2 separate regions of the Pan troglodytes genome follow, and region 1 is linked to region 2. A link is a contact called in public Hi-C data. All regions are on one chromosome and are shown on one strand. Each heading gives the region's core, a stretch centred on a gene start, on an enhancer-like site or on the middle of the called end of the contact. The rest is flanking DNA. Distances are from core to core; before and after follow the strand shown.

Region 1 (7,235 bases), core at 1,879-4,378, 43 kb after region 2:
AGTGGCCAGGGTGGCCCAGGTCCCTGCTATGCCTCATGGGTGTCTGAGGACAACCCTGGGCTCTGAGGCTGTCCCTAGGGGCACAGCCTGTGGCCTTGATTGGAATGGCTACCAAGCATGGCTGGCAGATGGCTCAATGGCTCAGCGACTTTGCAGGTGGCTGGCTGAGTCCCGGCTGTTTAGAAGCCTGGTGACTGACAGGCGCTTGTGTTTCGGTGAGGAACCCCGGGGGGTAGGGGGTGGATGCTCGCCACTGGGGCTGTGGGGAGAACTGGGAGTGTGGGGCTCCGTACTGGGCGAGTTGGCTGCTGCAGGGCGCAGACCCCACTGGCCCCTTCTGGCCTGGACTCTCCTCCCTGTTGGGCCCAAGAGCCCCTGGTTGGGATTGTTCCAGGAACTCAGGTCAGGGGCCCCGTCAGCCCTTCCCGGGCTCCCCCAGGAGCAGCCTCCAGACTCTGCCCTGCGGATGAGCCCCCTCACCAAACTGCTTTTCCTGCCTGTCCAGGGGTGTTGGTGCGCTTTATCCACAGTGACACACGCCTGCCACACCGTAACGTGCCCAGCTCCAGACGGGCTCATGGTCAGCCCAGGCTGCAGCAGTCCTGAATCCTGTTCTTATTTTTCTTTTCTTTTTTGAGACGGAGTCTTGCTCTGTTGCCCAGGCTGGAGTGCAGTGGCGCAGTCTCAGCTCACTGCAAGCTCTGCCTCCTGGGTTCACGCCATTCTCCTGCCTCAGCCTCCCGAGTAGTTGGGACCACAGGCGCCCGCCACCACACCTGGCTAATTTTTTGTATTTTTAGTACAGACGGGGTTTCACCGTGTTAGCTACGATGGTCTCGATCTGCTGACCTCATGATCTACCCGCCTTGGCCTCCCAAAGTGCTGGGATTACAGCCACCGTGCCCAGCCTTCTTTTCTTTTCTTTTTCTTTTTCCTTTTTTTTTTTTGAGACACAGTCTCGCTCTCTTGCCCAGGCAGGAGTGCAGGGGCACAATTACGGCTCACAGCAGTCATGACCTTCCATCTCAGCCTCCCAAGTAGCTGGGACTGCAGGTGTGAGCCACTGCACCTGGCCTCTTTTCATCTTCTAAAGTATTTTTCTTTTTAAAATTAAAAAGTGATTTTTTTCTTATGAGTACCTCATGCTTTATATTTTCATCTTTTCATTTTCATTTTATTTTATTTTATTTATTTTTTTGAGACAGTCTCGCGCTGTCACCCAGGCTGGAGTACAATGGCACGATCTCGGCTCACTGCAACCTTCCCCTCCCAGTTCAAGTAATTTTTCTGCCTCAGCCTCCCGAGTAGCTGGGATTGATTACAGGTGTCTGCCGCCTGTAATTTCTGTGTTCTTTGTAGAGAAGGGGTTTTGCCATGTTGGTCAGGCTGGTCTCGCACTCCTGACCTCAGGTGATCCACTTGCATCGGCCTCCCAAAGTGCTGGGATTACAGGTGTGAGCCTCTGTGCCCAGCCTATTTTTATTTTTATTTTTATTTTTTGAAACAGAGTCTCACTCTGTTGCCCAGGCTGGAGTGCGGTGGCATGATCTCAGCTCACTGCAACCTCCACCTCCCGGGTTCAAGTGATTCTGCTGCCTCAGCCTCCTGAGTAGCTAAGAGGCGCCTGCCACCATGCCCGGCTAATTTTTGTATTTTTAGTAGAGATGGGGTTTTACCATGTTTGTCAGGCTGATCTCAAATTCCTGACCTCAGGTGATCTGCCTGCTTTGGCCTCCCAAATTGTTAGGATTACAGGCGTGAGCCACCGCGCCCGGCCTGTTTTCATCTTTTTAAAATAACTTTTTTTTTTTCGAGACAGGGTCTGTCTATGTTGCCTAGCCTGGAGTGTGGTGGTGCGATCTCTGCTCACTGCAACCTCCGCCTCCCGGGTTCAAGCGATTTTCGTGTCTCAGCCTCCTGAATAGCTGGGATTACAGGTGCCTGTTTAGTAGAGATGGAGTTTTCGTCATGTTGACAGGCTGCTCTTGAACTCCTGACCTTAGGTGGTCTGCCGGCCTTGGCCTCCGAAAGAGCTGGCACTACAGGTGTGAGCCACCATGCCCGGCCTAAAATAACTTTTCTTGGCTGGGTACAGTGGCTCGCACCTATAATCACAGCACTTCGGGAGGCCGAGCTGGGAGGATCTCTTGAGCCTAGGGGTTTTAGACCAGCCTGGGCAACATAACGAGACCCCATCTCTACAAAGGAAATTTAAAAATTAGTAGGGCGTGGTGGTGTGTGCCTGTAGCCCCAGCTGCTTGGGAGGCTGAGACGGGAGGATTGCCTGAGCCTGAGAGATCAAGACTGCAGTGAGCTGAGATTGCACTGCTGCACTCCAGCCTGGGCAACAGAGCGAGACGCTGTCTCAAAACAGAAACGTCTCTGCTTTGGGCCTTCCTTGTTGGCCTCTCCCCAGCCACGTGGCCACTCGCTGGCAGGCCCGGGCCATGAGCATCGGTGCAGACGCTGTGCTCAGCCTGGGGGCGGCGCCGTCTCCTCTGGGTGGGATTCGAGGCCTGATGCCTCTGCTTGGTGCAGGAGGGTTGTCGTGCTGAGGGTGTTCCCCGTGTAAAATTTGGGCATGGAGTTTGTGGTGTCTTCAGAGGCAGTCCCGCCTGCGTCCTTTGTGCACGCCTGTCCACGCCGGTCGCAGCGGTCTCCTCACAGAGCCCGCGCCCGCGCCCAGGCCCGCCTCTCGCCCTGGCACAGCCTCTCCTGCTGTGCACGTCCCAGGCCTTTGATGGCGTCCACGTGCTCCGCCGCCTGCCTCCGAGGGTGGCCGGGGCGCTGAGTAACTCGGGAGGTTTGGCCCGTGTCTGGCGTAGTGATTCACTGAAGCTCAGAGCCTCCAGGGGAAACTCCACACTCCCTCTCACCGGAGCCCTGGCGGGGCAGGCCGGGCCGAGACGGGGGGAGGGAGGGAGGCCGGGAGGGAAAAACACAAACCCTCAGAGACGCTGGAAACTCTGAGGTTGGGGCCACCTCCGAACGGGTTCACATTTTTCCTCTGTGTGTCATCACATCCTGGAAAATTACTGTCAAGAAAAGGAGACCTCTGGGCAGTGTCCCGGCCTGTGTGCATGCCCCTGGCGCCCTCACCCCGCAGCCCCCAGCCTCCCTCCCCTCGGTTTCCCAGCTCAGCGGCCCAGGGATGCCCCAGCACTGTCTGCTGTGAGGCTGCGCGCCTGCAGGGCTGTCCCCGGCATCCCTGACAGCGTCCCTGTCCTCGGTCCTGCCCGTCCTTTCTGGCCTTTCTCCGGCCCCCTTCCGGTTTCGGGGCATCTGGATAAATGGTTAGCATCATTGTGGTCCGGTCCTTGCGGCCCTCCTGGAGGCCGGGACCTGGGGGTCCAGCGGGGGCCTGGGTTTGCAGGAGACAGGAAGGGGCTAAAGGGGCAGAAGCATGCAGGGGCTTCACCTGCAGGAGGAGTCGGGTCTTTCACAGCTGCCCGGCCACCCTCGGAGTCTGAGAGGCCATCACACCTTTCCCTCATGGTGCCAGCTGGACCCTCCACGCTCCTTGCCTCCTTGTGTGTCATGTGGCAGCCATAGTCACCCCCACCCTGTGGCGCATTTTGAGCTTCTGGGGAGCTCAGCACACACAGCTCCTGTGAAAGTGCCAGTGCCAGCTGCTGGACCCTGCTGTGCCCCCGGCATCACCCCTGTCCTCTGAGACCTCTGACTCTGCCCAGCAAGAGGGGCAGGGTCGGGAAGAAGGGGGTGTGGGGCCTTTGGAAGCCGGGCCCAGGCAGTGAGGCGGAAACCAGGCCGGGCTCAGCATAGCGAGCTCCTCCTGGTGGAGGCACTGGTGTCCGGGGGCATCAGTGGCACAGAGAAGGTTCCGGGCTCCATCTCCTGAACCTGTCTGGAAGAGCCCAGCTGCTCCCATGGACCTGCGACCTGCTGCCCGGGGCCGGGGGTCTGGGCCTCTTTGCATCGGCTCAGGGGAGGCCATCCGTGGCTGGGCGAGGGTCAGCTGCCATTTGGATGCCCCGGCAGCCGTGGGGCTCTCGCCTCTGCCAGAGCAGGCAGCTTCCGAGGTGGCAAGGGCTTTGGGGAGCAGCGGGAGGCCTGGGGGTGCCGAGTGTTCCGGAAATATTGCTGGTTCTTCTGGGGCAGTCCTGGCCCGCTGGGCAGAGCAGAACATGGCCTCTGCTCAGTGGCAGGGTGGGGCGCCGGGGTGGCGGAAACATGAGGCCGCGTGAAGTGGGCATCAGTTGGGCCCTGGGGTTTGGGCTCGGAGGCCTGCGGGGCAGTGGTCCCCCGGCTCTTGCTGCCCTGCGGTTCAGTTCCTCCTGCTGCCGCGCCTGTGTGCCCCGTGGGTCGGCAGGTCTCGTGAGAGGCCTCATCTGAGACAGGAAGCCCCACGCAGGCTTCTGGAAGGCTCCTCCTGGCTCTCAGCCACCCCGTTGGCTGAGTGAGACTGACCCCAGCAGCTTCCTGAGGCGTGGCAAGGCCCCCAGGGACACCTGGCGGCCACACACCTGGGGGACCCCACCAAGGCTGAGACCCAGGTTGGGGCCCCCTGCACTGCTGAGGTTTGGGCCTCATTCCCCGCTGGCCCTCTGTCTGCTTGGGAGCTTTCCAGGTGGGGATGTTCGTAGGGACAGTGGTATGGCATCCAGTTGCCTCCTCCCTGAAACCTTCAACCCGAACCTCACTCAGCACAGAGAATTGGGGGCCAGACCACTGCGGACGGAGGCGTCCTGCTGACACAGCCCCTGTCGGGATGTGGGAAGGGGCGGAGGCACAGCTCCAGCCCCAGCGTGACCGTGTGTGTGGGAAAACCGTCCGGGTACTTGGGGACAGCAGGGACATTTCCAGTGTGGGTGTGTGAGAGCCACCTCCCCCATGCGGTGGGCCCTGGTGTGATGCTGGCAGCTGGGACAAGAGTCCTTCTCTCAGCAGATGCTGCTGTGCTCCTGGGGCACAGTCTGTGGTTTTCTTTTGTGTGCATGTCCATGCTTGGGTGTGCGTGCATGTCCATGCTTGGGTGTGTGTGCATGTCCATGCTTGGGTGTGTGTGCATGTCCATGCTTGGGTGTGTGTGCATGTCCTTGCGTGTGCGTGTCCTTGCGTGTGTGTGTCCTTGCGTGTGCACGTGTGCGCTTGGGGGCATGTGTGTGTCCTTGCGGGTGCACATGCGTGCTTGGGGGGTGTGTGCATGTCCTTGTGGGTGCACGTGTGTGCACGGGTGTGTGTGTGTGCGTCCTTGCATGTGCACGGGTGTGTGTGTGTGTGTGTCCTTGCGGGTGCATGTGCATGCTTGGGGGGGCGTGTGCGTGTCCTTGCGGGTGCACGTGCGTGTTTGGGGGTGTGTGTGTGTCCTTGCGGGTGCACGTGTGCTTGGGTGCATGCAGGTGTGTGTGTATATGCATGTCTGTGTGTGCACATGTGTGCATGCATGTTTGCCCCAGAGCGGAAGGAAAGTGAATGCAGCCGAATGATCACATCTGCATGAGGGGTGTTCACTGTTGTGTCTGCCCATCTTTCTGTGGGCTGAAATATTTCAAAATAAGAAATTGAGGGGAAAGAGAAAGGAGGGTGCTTGTCTCTCTCCTTGCCTTCTGCTCCTCCTCCCTGTGTTGGAGGCTCCAGGACGCCTCACCCCAGGTTGACGTCATTTTTGGCCTGCACACGCAGCCCCTTTCTTTTCTCCGGGCACCGGCGAGGAGGCTGGGGACGGGGGACGGGAATTCCCCCAGGGGCCAGGCCTTGACTGCCCTGCAGGGCCCTCGCTGTCGCTTTTTTCCCTCACAATGTCTCATCCCTCAACCTCTGTTTTCCATCCAAAGGCATCTCTGTGAATCCACCTGGCGCGGGAGCGGCGCTGATGCCACAAATGCGGGCCAGACTGCTGGGCAGAGCTCACCAGTCAACAGGGCTGGGTGTGGCTGAGGCAGCCCTGAGACCCCAGGCCCTGCCGCTGCGGCTCCCGCTTCCCGGCCCCTCTTCTCTGTGGGACGGAAAGTCTCTCCTGGGGAAGGCTCGGAGCTGAGCTGATGGGTGTTTGAAGTTTCTCCACACACAGGGTCCCCTGGCATCTCCCTCTGTCATTTGGTGGCCAAGTGACATTTCCCAGCAGCCCTACTGCAGATGCCGTATGTTCTCGGGGTGACTCAGGTGGCCTGGGCCCTTCTGGTAGCCGCTTATCCAGCCTGACCCCAGGCTCCAGCGAGGCTGCTCCGGATCGGGGCTGCTCTGCCCAGGTGAAGGGCGGGTGTGGGAGGTTTCCGTAGAGGCCGCTCTCCCCTGCTACCCCGGCCCCGTGTGGGACCCTGGGTCTGTCTGACAGACAGAGGCTTCCTGAGCCAGGCCCTTGGGATGACGGGTAGGAATCTAGGGTGGATCCACAGGAATTAGAGATTTTATCAGTTTTGTTTTCCAAATGAAGTCAACAGCCCCCTAGCAGCGTGATGCTGATGGTCCTGTCCCCTATGGCCCCCATCCTGGAGGCACCCTGGTGTGGGCTGTGGGCCTGGGGGTCCTTGGCACTGTCCAGTATGCGGACGTGCTAGCAGCCCACATTTCCCCCAGTGACCACCAGGCTGTGCCCTGGACATGGCCGTCTGAGCACGTCGTGTCCTGGGGCCCCGTCTGGTGGTCAGGCTCAGTGCGAGCCCATCAGGGGTACTCTGCCCGTCTGGGAAGACAGTGTGGCTTCTGGGGGCTCCTCCAGGGAGGCTCTGGACCAGGCTGCAGAGGATGCCAACCTGCCACAGGCTGGCCTGGCCGCTCATGGACATGGCGGCTCCTGGCCCAGGGTATCTCCCCTGGGAACCCAGGCGTGCTCGCGGCCCTCTGGAATGCAGGCGCTGGGGCTGTGGGGGGCCGCCTGGCGCCTGGCATCTTGTTATAAAAAGCTCTGGCGCAGGCTGCTCTCAGTGGCTGCAGGATGGTTGTGGCTTTGGAAGGGCAGCCCCCAGGGGCCTTGGTCAGCCACCTGTGGGCCCCACTGCCGAGCCGTGGTCAGCCCTCACTGGCTGCCCTGCCATGACGCTGCTGAGGCCAGTGCAGCTCCTGCCAGACTCCCGTGACAAGTCATAACAGAGCCACATGCCGGGTGGCTGCAGGGCCCTGTCGCCCACAGCAGTCGAGGTCTCAGGTGTGTCTGGAGGGCAGCCCTGGAGACACCTGGGACAGGCGTACCTCTGGCAGGCGCACCCTGGCTGTCACCCAGTGTGGGCATGGTGGGGTTGCTGGAATGCTGTGTAGGGCAGGAGGCAGCAGCCCGT
Region 2 (7,396 bases), core at 3,785-6,284:
TCATAACTAAATCAATAACTAAATCAACAACTAAATCAATAAACTGCCTTTCCTTGAAGACGGGCTCTGTTTAACCCCTCCATGACCTTGGCCTGGTTCTCAGCGACTCCACTTTCACCGAAATATGGTGATGATGCCCTTGCATATAACCTCACCATTCCTCAGAGCGTGGGGCTGGGGAGGAACTAGCCCAGGACCCTGCAGCAGGGAGGGGCAGCATGGGGATGAGCTCCAAAGCACACTAGCCACCGGTATAGGCAGGGTGACCACCTGTCCCACTTTGCCTGGGACTAGGGGGTGTCAGTGCTGAGGGCAGGCAAGTCCCAGGCATGCCGCAGCGACTAAGCCCCCTGGCACACAGCCGGCCTCCTCCCTGGCACACAGCCGGCCTCCTCCCTGGACCAGGGCCGTGGTCTCCAAGCCCAGCCCAGAAGACTGGAGTCCACGCTGGATTTTCAGAAGCAAGGAAGCGTGGCCACCCCTGCTGCCCTGTGTGCTCCGCTCTGCCGCCCACTCACAGCGCAGGGTCGGGTAGACCTTGTAGCCAAAGAAGCAGTTCCACTCCTCGCCCTCCTGGAACTGGCGTCGGCAGCGCTCCGGGACCACCCCATTCCAGTACCTGGAGCCACAGCCACAGGTTAGGCTGCCGTGGGCCTCGTCCCCCGGGGCTCCCCACCCACAGATGCCACTCCACCCAGGCCCTTCTGGGGCAAAGCTGCAGCACGAGGACGGGCCCTCCCCGCTGGGGCACCTGATGCCACGGCGGATGGCCTCCGTGGGCGCGCACGTGATGGTGTCGACGCAGTCTGTGTGGCGATACTGCTTGTTGTCCAGGAACCAGCCGGAGTCAGCCAGGCCTCGCACCTGGATGGCCGGGTAGCCCAGCTCCTCCAGCTGCTCAGCCACACGGTCCACATTCAGCAGCACCCCGGTGCCCCCCGCGCTGCAAGGAGGGCCAGACGTGAGGCCAGGTGGCTGGGGAGAGGCACTCACCTCCCCCGAGCCTGCTCAGCGTCAGCCCGTGCCCCGAGGGGGGCAGGAGTCCTGATGCGTTCTGAACTGCGGATGCATTCTGCATTCTCTGTTCACGTGCAAGACCCATGGCCGTCCCCTCCAGAGCAGGCCAGGGCTCAGGCTGGCAGGCCACATTTCCCTGACACAGCCAGGCTCTCCCCTTCCTCCTCCCCTTCCTCTCTCTGTCTCTTTACCTCAGTTTCCTTATCTGAAAATGAAGATAAACTATGTGGCCTCAGGCCCCATCATCTATTCCCCATTTGTCTCCTGGTCTCCTGTATGCCTGCTGGGATACAGGAACCCACAGGGGTGATCCTCATTTACCGGGCCCTGGAGATGGAGCATTAGTCCATGGCCAACCCCTAACCAACGACTTAGGTCCCTGCAGCCCAAACCTTCCCCTATATCCAACAACCATGGCGTCCAGAAGCATCCTCTGGACAGCGTCTGGTTACCCAGCACTCTGAAGCCAGGCCTCAGAGACGTCCCCAATGATGCGGGTTCTCCCAGCTCCAGCCTCTCACCCTCCTAGCCACCTGCCAAGATCTGCACAGGCTCCACTCCATCCTTGCCTCCCATACAGCCCCACCCCACACCCTTTCCATGCGCCCTGCACACCGTCCTCGCCCTCACCTCCAGCCCTGCCCCGCCCTGCCCACCTGCTCCCGGCCAGCAGCAGCACCTTGGCCCCGCTCAGCCCTCTGCCCAGAAGCTCCCGCACCACCTCCTGGATGATGAGGGCGCCCATGAAGGCGTACTCGTCTGCAAGAGGGAGGGGGTGGCCTCAGGTAGGGGCCTGGACAGAGAGAACCACCTCCTACCCCAGAATGGCTGGCAGAGGAGTTCTTGCCCCACTGGGGGACTAGGAGGAATCTTCTGAGAAGGGGTCAGGGGCTGGGGTGGACTGGAGGAAGGCGGGTGCACCAGGCCATGCTGGGGCCTCCTCCCCAGGGAATATTCAGAAATAAGGACCTCCTACAGTTGTGGACAAGCAGGCAGTGGGAGCATGGGGCAGACACCCTGGGACATACTGTCAAGGGCTTTGAAAGCACGACAAGGCTGAGAGTCAGCTTTTCCCCAGAACCCCCCCGTCCGGCCTCCTCCGTGCCCTGCCGTCCCGCCTCATCCCTGCCCTGCCGTCCCGCCTCCTCCCTGCCCTGCCGTCCGGCCCCGTCCCTGCCCTGCCGTGCCCTGGGAAGGCCGAGACTCACTCTTCTCAGACTTGGATGAAGCCCCGCTCCAAACATCACTGGAGCAGTAGGGAATGAAGCTGCAACACAGAACAGAGTGAGCCTCTCACAGCGCCTGCCGCCCGGCAGCCTCCAGAAAGGACCCCCAGGACAGGACCCTCAGAAAAGACCATCCCAGGACAGGATTCCCCTGCAAGGACCATCCCAGGATAGAACCTCCCCTCAAGAAAGACCTCCAGCATAATACCCCTCAGGAAGGACCAACCCAGGACAGAACCCTTCCCAGGAAAGACCAACTCAGGACAGGACCCCCCAGGAAAGAAGGACCATCCCAGGACAGGATCCCCCTGGAAGGACCATCCCAGGAGAGGACCCTGCCAGGAAGGACCATCTCAGGATAGACCCCTCCCCACCACGAAAGAAACACCTCCAGAACCCCTCTAGGACAGGACCTCCCCAAAAGAACCATCCAGAACAGGACCCCCAGGAAAAACCATTTCAGAATATGACTTCCCAAGGAAGGACCCCCCTGGGAAGAACCACCCTCCAGGCAGGACTCCCAGGCAAGACCCTGTGCCCCCTTACACCATGTTTGCGTTCCACCAGTAGGGGTTCTCCTCCGGCTGTGAGGACAGGATCCCTGTGCCTGGGGACACAGAGGCGGTGGGTCTTTCTAGTGGGAGGAGGCTGTGTAGGGTCGGGTCTGGGAACCCTGGTGAGGAGTTGGGGCTCCTACTTGGCCCCAGGAAAGGAGGTGTGCTGGTGTTGCTAGCCCGAACCAAGGTTGCCGGGAAAGTGGAGGACAGTTGGGTTTAGTTACCCCCGGGAAGCCACCATGGCCACGGTGCCCGCCTAGGCTGGACACCAGGTCTGACCTTGACTTCAACCCCTTGCCCTGCTTTGACCCTGGGGAGGGCCAGAGCCGCTGGGTAAGCGCCTGAATGGTAATGTGGAATGGGCCCCAAAAGGCAAGAGTGAAGGGCGCCCCTTGCTCTTAGGAAACCCGGGCGCCGGGCTGGGCATGATGTGCGGGGTGGGGGCCTGGCTGGGGCTCCAGGACGCGGGCGCGGCTTCCTCCCGGGCCTCACGTCGAGACGCCTTCCCCAGGGCCCGCCGCTGACCTGTGCGAGTGCGCGGCCAGTCTCGGGAGCTCATGAGGCGCCGCATGGTGTCGTATCTGGAGTCGCAGTTCTCGCGGTTGAAGCAGTACCAGCCGCCTGCGGACACGACCACCGCTCAGGCCCGCGCGCACAGACCCCGAGCCTCCCCCCGCCTCAGCCCTGGACGCACCTTCCAGGAAGAGGAGCCACCGCCGGCTGCCCCTGGACTCCTTCAGGTAGTAGCTGCGGGGAGGACGCACCGCGGGGGGTCGGCCAGGGCTGCCGACCCGCCGCGCCCCGCGCGCCCAGCTCTGGCGGAGGGAACGCGCCACCTGTTCCGGCCGCGCGCGACGGTCGCACGGGGGCGCCCTCGGCCAGGCCCACGCGGAGCTCAGGGACGGCGGCGGTCCCGGGAGGTGGCGCTCGCGGGGCGGGGAACGTGCCGCGCGGGGCTGTGGTCCGTGGAAAATCCCCACGTTCCGCCCGGCGCGGGTCCCGCTGTCACCTCGGCGCGGGCGGCGGTCCTCCCGGGGCGCGCGGCGGCGCTTGAAGCGTGAAACGCGTCCGCACTGAAGGAGCGCGCTTGGCGGGGGAACGGGACGCTGCGGGGAGCGCGGGAGGCGCGGGCGGCACCGACCCGGCGGGGGAGCCTTCCTGCCGAGCCCCGACCCCACGCCCAGGTCTCCCGCTGTCCCCGGCTGTCCTCGGCCTGTTGAGCGCGTGGGCGGCCCCGCCGCTCCCCGACCCCCGACCTCACGTCTTTTATCTACTTCGGGGCTGCAAGGAGGTGGGCAGCAGGCCTCTCCCCGCCCCCCGGTGTCGCCGGTTCCCGCTGGAGCCAGGCGCGCTCTCGGGCTGCCATCTCCCCGCCCCGGGACCGAAGGACGCCAGCAGAGCGGCTGGGCCCAGAGGCCGAAGGGTCAGTGCCCGAGCTGGCCGGGGACCAGCCCTTCCAGCGCCGCTCCGCTCCCCACGCGGAGAGTCACCGAACCGGGCCCTCCTCGGGGCCAGGACCGCGGGGCGCCCGACGGAAGCCCTTTCTCCCCGGGGAGAGAACGGCCGCGGCCCGCAGGGAAGGTCCAGCCGGAGACCGGGCGCGTCGGGCGGGGCGGGGAGGTGCAGGGCGCGGGCCTTACCCGGCGGGGCTGCCGTCGTTGCAGGTCACCGAGGTGTTGAGCAGGAGGTGCAGGCGCAGGTCCTCGTTGAGCTGCTGCGCGGAGCAGGGGTACAGGGACTGCGCCAGGCTCTTGACTTGCGCCATAAAGCTGTCCATGTTACCCTCCACGGCCGTGAAGTCCAGCGGGAAGCTCTCCACGGGCTGTCCGGCCGCCGGCGCCGCCTCGGTCCGCGGGGGAGGAGGCGGCTGCTGACCCCGGCGCCGCCAGGTCTTCCTGCCCTCGCTGCCCCCGGCGCAGTGCAGCAGGCTCAGCAGCAGCAGCACGCGCACCCCTCGGCCCATGGCCGCGTCCACCTGCGGGGAGCGGGCGGCCTTGAGGCGGCGGCGGCGGGGGATGCCGGGCCGGGGGTGTCGGGGGCACTGGCCGCTCCTGCTCCCTCGCCCCCGCTCCCGCCCGCCGGGCCTGGCGGAGAAGGCGCGCGCGGCTGGGCGTCGAGGCGCTCGGGGCCGGGTGCCGTCGGCCTCCGCAGCTGGGGCTCCGTGCCCGGCCGTCCGAGGGCAGCGCAGGGTCTGGGTGCGCTGGCTGCGGCCCGCGCCAATGAGCGGCGGGGGCCGAGGCTGGGCTTATTTGCGGGGGCCGCGGCGGCCCGGGTGCCCGCGCGTTAGATGTGCCGCCGCCGCCGCCCGGGCTCGGCGGAGGGGGGAGGGGGCCGCGCTCGCTCTTTTCTTGGCGGAGGCATCGCCTTTTCTTCCCAAACCGCAAGCCTGACGGAGGGGCCTGGACTACCCCGCCGCGGCCGCCGGAGGCGCTCCCGGCCCGGCTCCGTGGGGGGGCAGCGCGGCCGGGCGGCCCCGGCGGCTCCATTCACCGCGGCCAGCCCGGCGCCGCCGCCCCCGCCCCCGGGGCAGCTGGAAGGGGCGGCGGCGACGGGGACGGGCGAGGCTTTTCCGCGCCGGCCGGGGGGGTGGGCGGGGAACTCCGCCCGCGGCGCAGCTGGCCGCGCCCGACGGGCTGGGGGCGCTGGGCAGGCGCGCTCACCTGGAGCCGCCAGTGTCCCTCCCATCCCCCAGTGCCCAGGCCCAGAGCAGGCCGTGGGGGACTCGGACCCCGGCCCGCATCTCCCCACCTCGCGCAGCCCTGGGGCCCCGCTCTCACCGCGGCCAGCGCGGGCGGCCCAGTGGCCCCGTCCTCTCAGCGCCCCTGGCCCTGCGCCGTCCCGCTGGTGCGCCCGGCTCGGCTGCGCTCCCCCTCTGGCGCTGGCGCGGAGCCGCCAGGGACTTTTATCCAGCAGGGCCCCCCGGGATCAAAGCGGCGGCGGACACAGGGCTTCCAGCCGAGGGCCCGGCAGCAGCGGCGCCGGGGCCTCCTGGAGAAGCGGACAGGTGGGGCGCGAGGTCCTGGCTCCCTCGGAGACCTGCGGGAGGGACCGCGCGCCCCAGCAAGGCGCCGCGGGGGAGTCGCCCAGTTCCGGGGCGCTCCTGCTGGCGCTGGGGTCAGAGAAGCAGCTACGACTTAAGGAGATCACGGGACCAGAGGTGAGGTCCTGGATCCCGCCCGCCCCAGCCTGGCTGCTGGCCCCATGCCGAGGACCCCCAAGAACCTGCCCCAGCCGCCACTGGGGGAGGAGGCCAAGGGTCCAGTGGCTGCCCGCTAGGCCTCTGCTTGCGGCCCTTCATGCCACGAAGGGCACCTACCCCATGCTTCACCTTGGAGAGCACCCCTGTCCACTCCCGAGGCTCTGGGCAGTGGGGTTAGAACAAGGTTCCTGTGGGAAATCAGTGCTGGAGCAGGGTGGACAGGAGGGGCTCAGGAGGTTTCCTGCTGGGGTGAGCGGGGGTGGGATGGACAAAAGAAAGGAAAGGACATACGCAGGGCCAGCGAGGCCGGGCAGACTTTCTCCTTCACCCTCCGGTCTGAAGCCTGCTGGGCGTCATGACACGCATTTTAAAGATAGGAAACAGGTCTTACGTTTCAGGACAACCAGGTCTCACGTTTCAGGACAACGATCTAGACGCAAGCAGAGCTTCCAGAGCCCCTCCTAATTCAGCACAGTGGGGAGCCTACGGCACCACGTGGGGCAGGAGAGCAGAGGCACAGGGCGGTGCCTGCAGCCAGGATGCCCCCTGAGCCGCCGGCCGGGGCCCTGTGGACGTCCTCCTTGCCAGCCCCCGGCTGAGTGAGGAGCGTAGGGAGAAAGTCCCAGCGCCGCCTGCACCCGCAGACAGCCGCGTTACCTGGGCTCTTGTGAAACAGAGAGACCAAACGCTGAGAGCTGTTGCCCCGCGCATTCGATGGGTGTAAGGCACCCTAGTGTAAACCACAAGGCCTAAGATCAGGCTGGGGTGCCCTGGAGGTCAGCCTAACCTGGGGACATTCTCAGAGGGAGGCAGGCTGTTACAAACTCAGGTCCCTCTCCCCACAGGGCAGGTTGCAGCATTTCCCTGACGAGGGGAACTGAGGTTCAGGGACACTAACAGAAGAGCTGAGGCTCGCCCTTAGCTCTCTGCTCACTCAGAAATCCCCCCTGCTGTCCCTCCGCCGTCGGGTCAGTTTAAAAGCCAAGTGTGGGGCTGGCCAAGGGCAGTAGCTTCAGACGCAGGTCCCATCCTGAGGCGTTCTCCTACCCACACCCCGGCGGGGAAGGCTGACCCAGGGCAGATTTCAGCGTCCGGCAGGAACCTGTCCGGAGGAGGCCTCTCCCGCCGGGCACCTGTTATTCCAAGTCCGGAGCGTGATGGCATCTTCCAGCTGGCTGCACAGGGTTGATCTTCACACCGCCCTGGCTCTGAGCCATCTCCTGGTGCAGTATGGAGATCCCAGGGAAGGCCTGTGACCTTTCCTTATGCCTGTGCTTCCTCTCATTTATTTATTTATTTATCTTTTTGAGACAGAGTCTTGCTCTGTCACCCAGGCTAGAGAGCATGACGTGATCTCGGCTCACTGCAACCTCTGCCTTTCGGGTTCCAGCAATTCT

Evidence for each region. Hi-C and Micro-C count contacts between places; a contact is called where the count stands out from the background.
Region 1: a contact with region 2 is called in a Hi-C map of stem cell-derived neural progenitor cells, with 2.5 times the contacts expected there. The contact joins the enhancer-like site here to the promoter of NOTUM in region 2. A contact is called at or near these places in 3 of 7 Hi-C or Micro-C datasets (blood, induced pluripotent stem cells and stem cell-derived neural progenitor cells).

Annotation. Positions count from the first base shown.
Region 1 is chr19:95,352,208-95,359,442 of NHGRI_mPanTro3-v2.0_pri, forward strand. The region is part of intron 7 of ASPSCR1 (ASPSCR1 tether for SLC2A4, UBX domain containing); the gene reads left to right. Among named protein-coding and RNA genes, the nearest start is that of LRRC45, 19 kb to the right of the region's middle. Within about 2 kb of position 3,129, at least 4 of the 24 cell types and tissues checked have an H3K27ac peak or open chromatin away from gene starts, as enhancers often do. A contact at or near this core is called in stem cell-derived neural progenitor cells, where this site is marked.
Region 2 is chr19:95,306,844-95,314,239 of NHGRI_mPanTro3-v2.0_pri, forward strand. NOTUM (notum, palmitoleoyl-protein carboxylesterase) reads right to left here and starts at 5,035. Exons shown (of 11, transcript XM_016930947.3): 1 at 4,441-5,035; 2 at 3,495-3,547; 3 at 3,326-3,421; 4 at 2,790-2,850; 5 at 2,226-2,284; 6 at 1,674-1,776; 7 at 752-943; 8 at 519-619. The coding sequence starts at 4,763.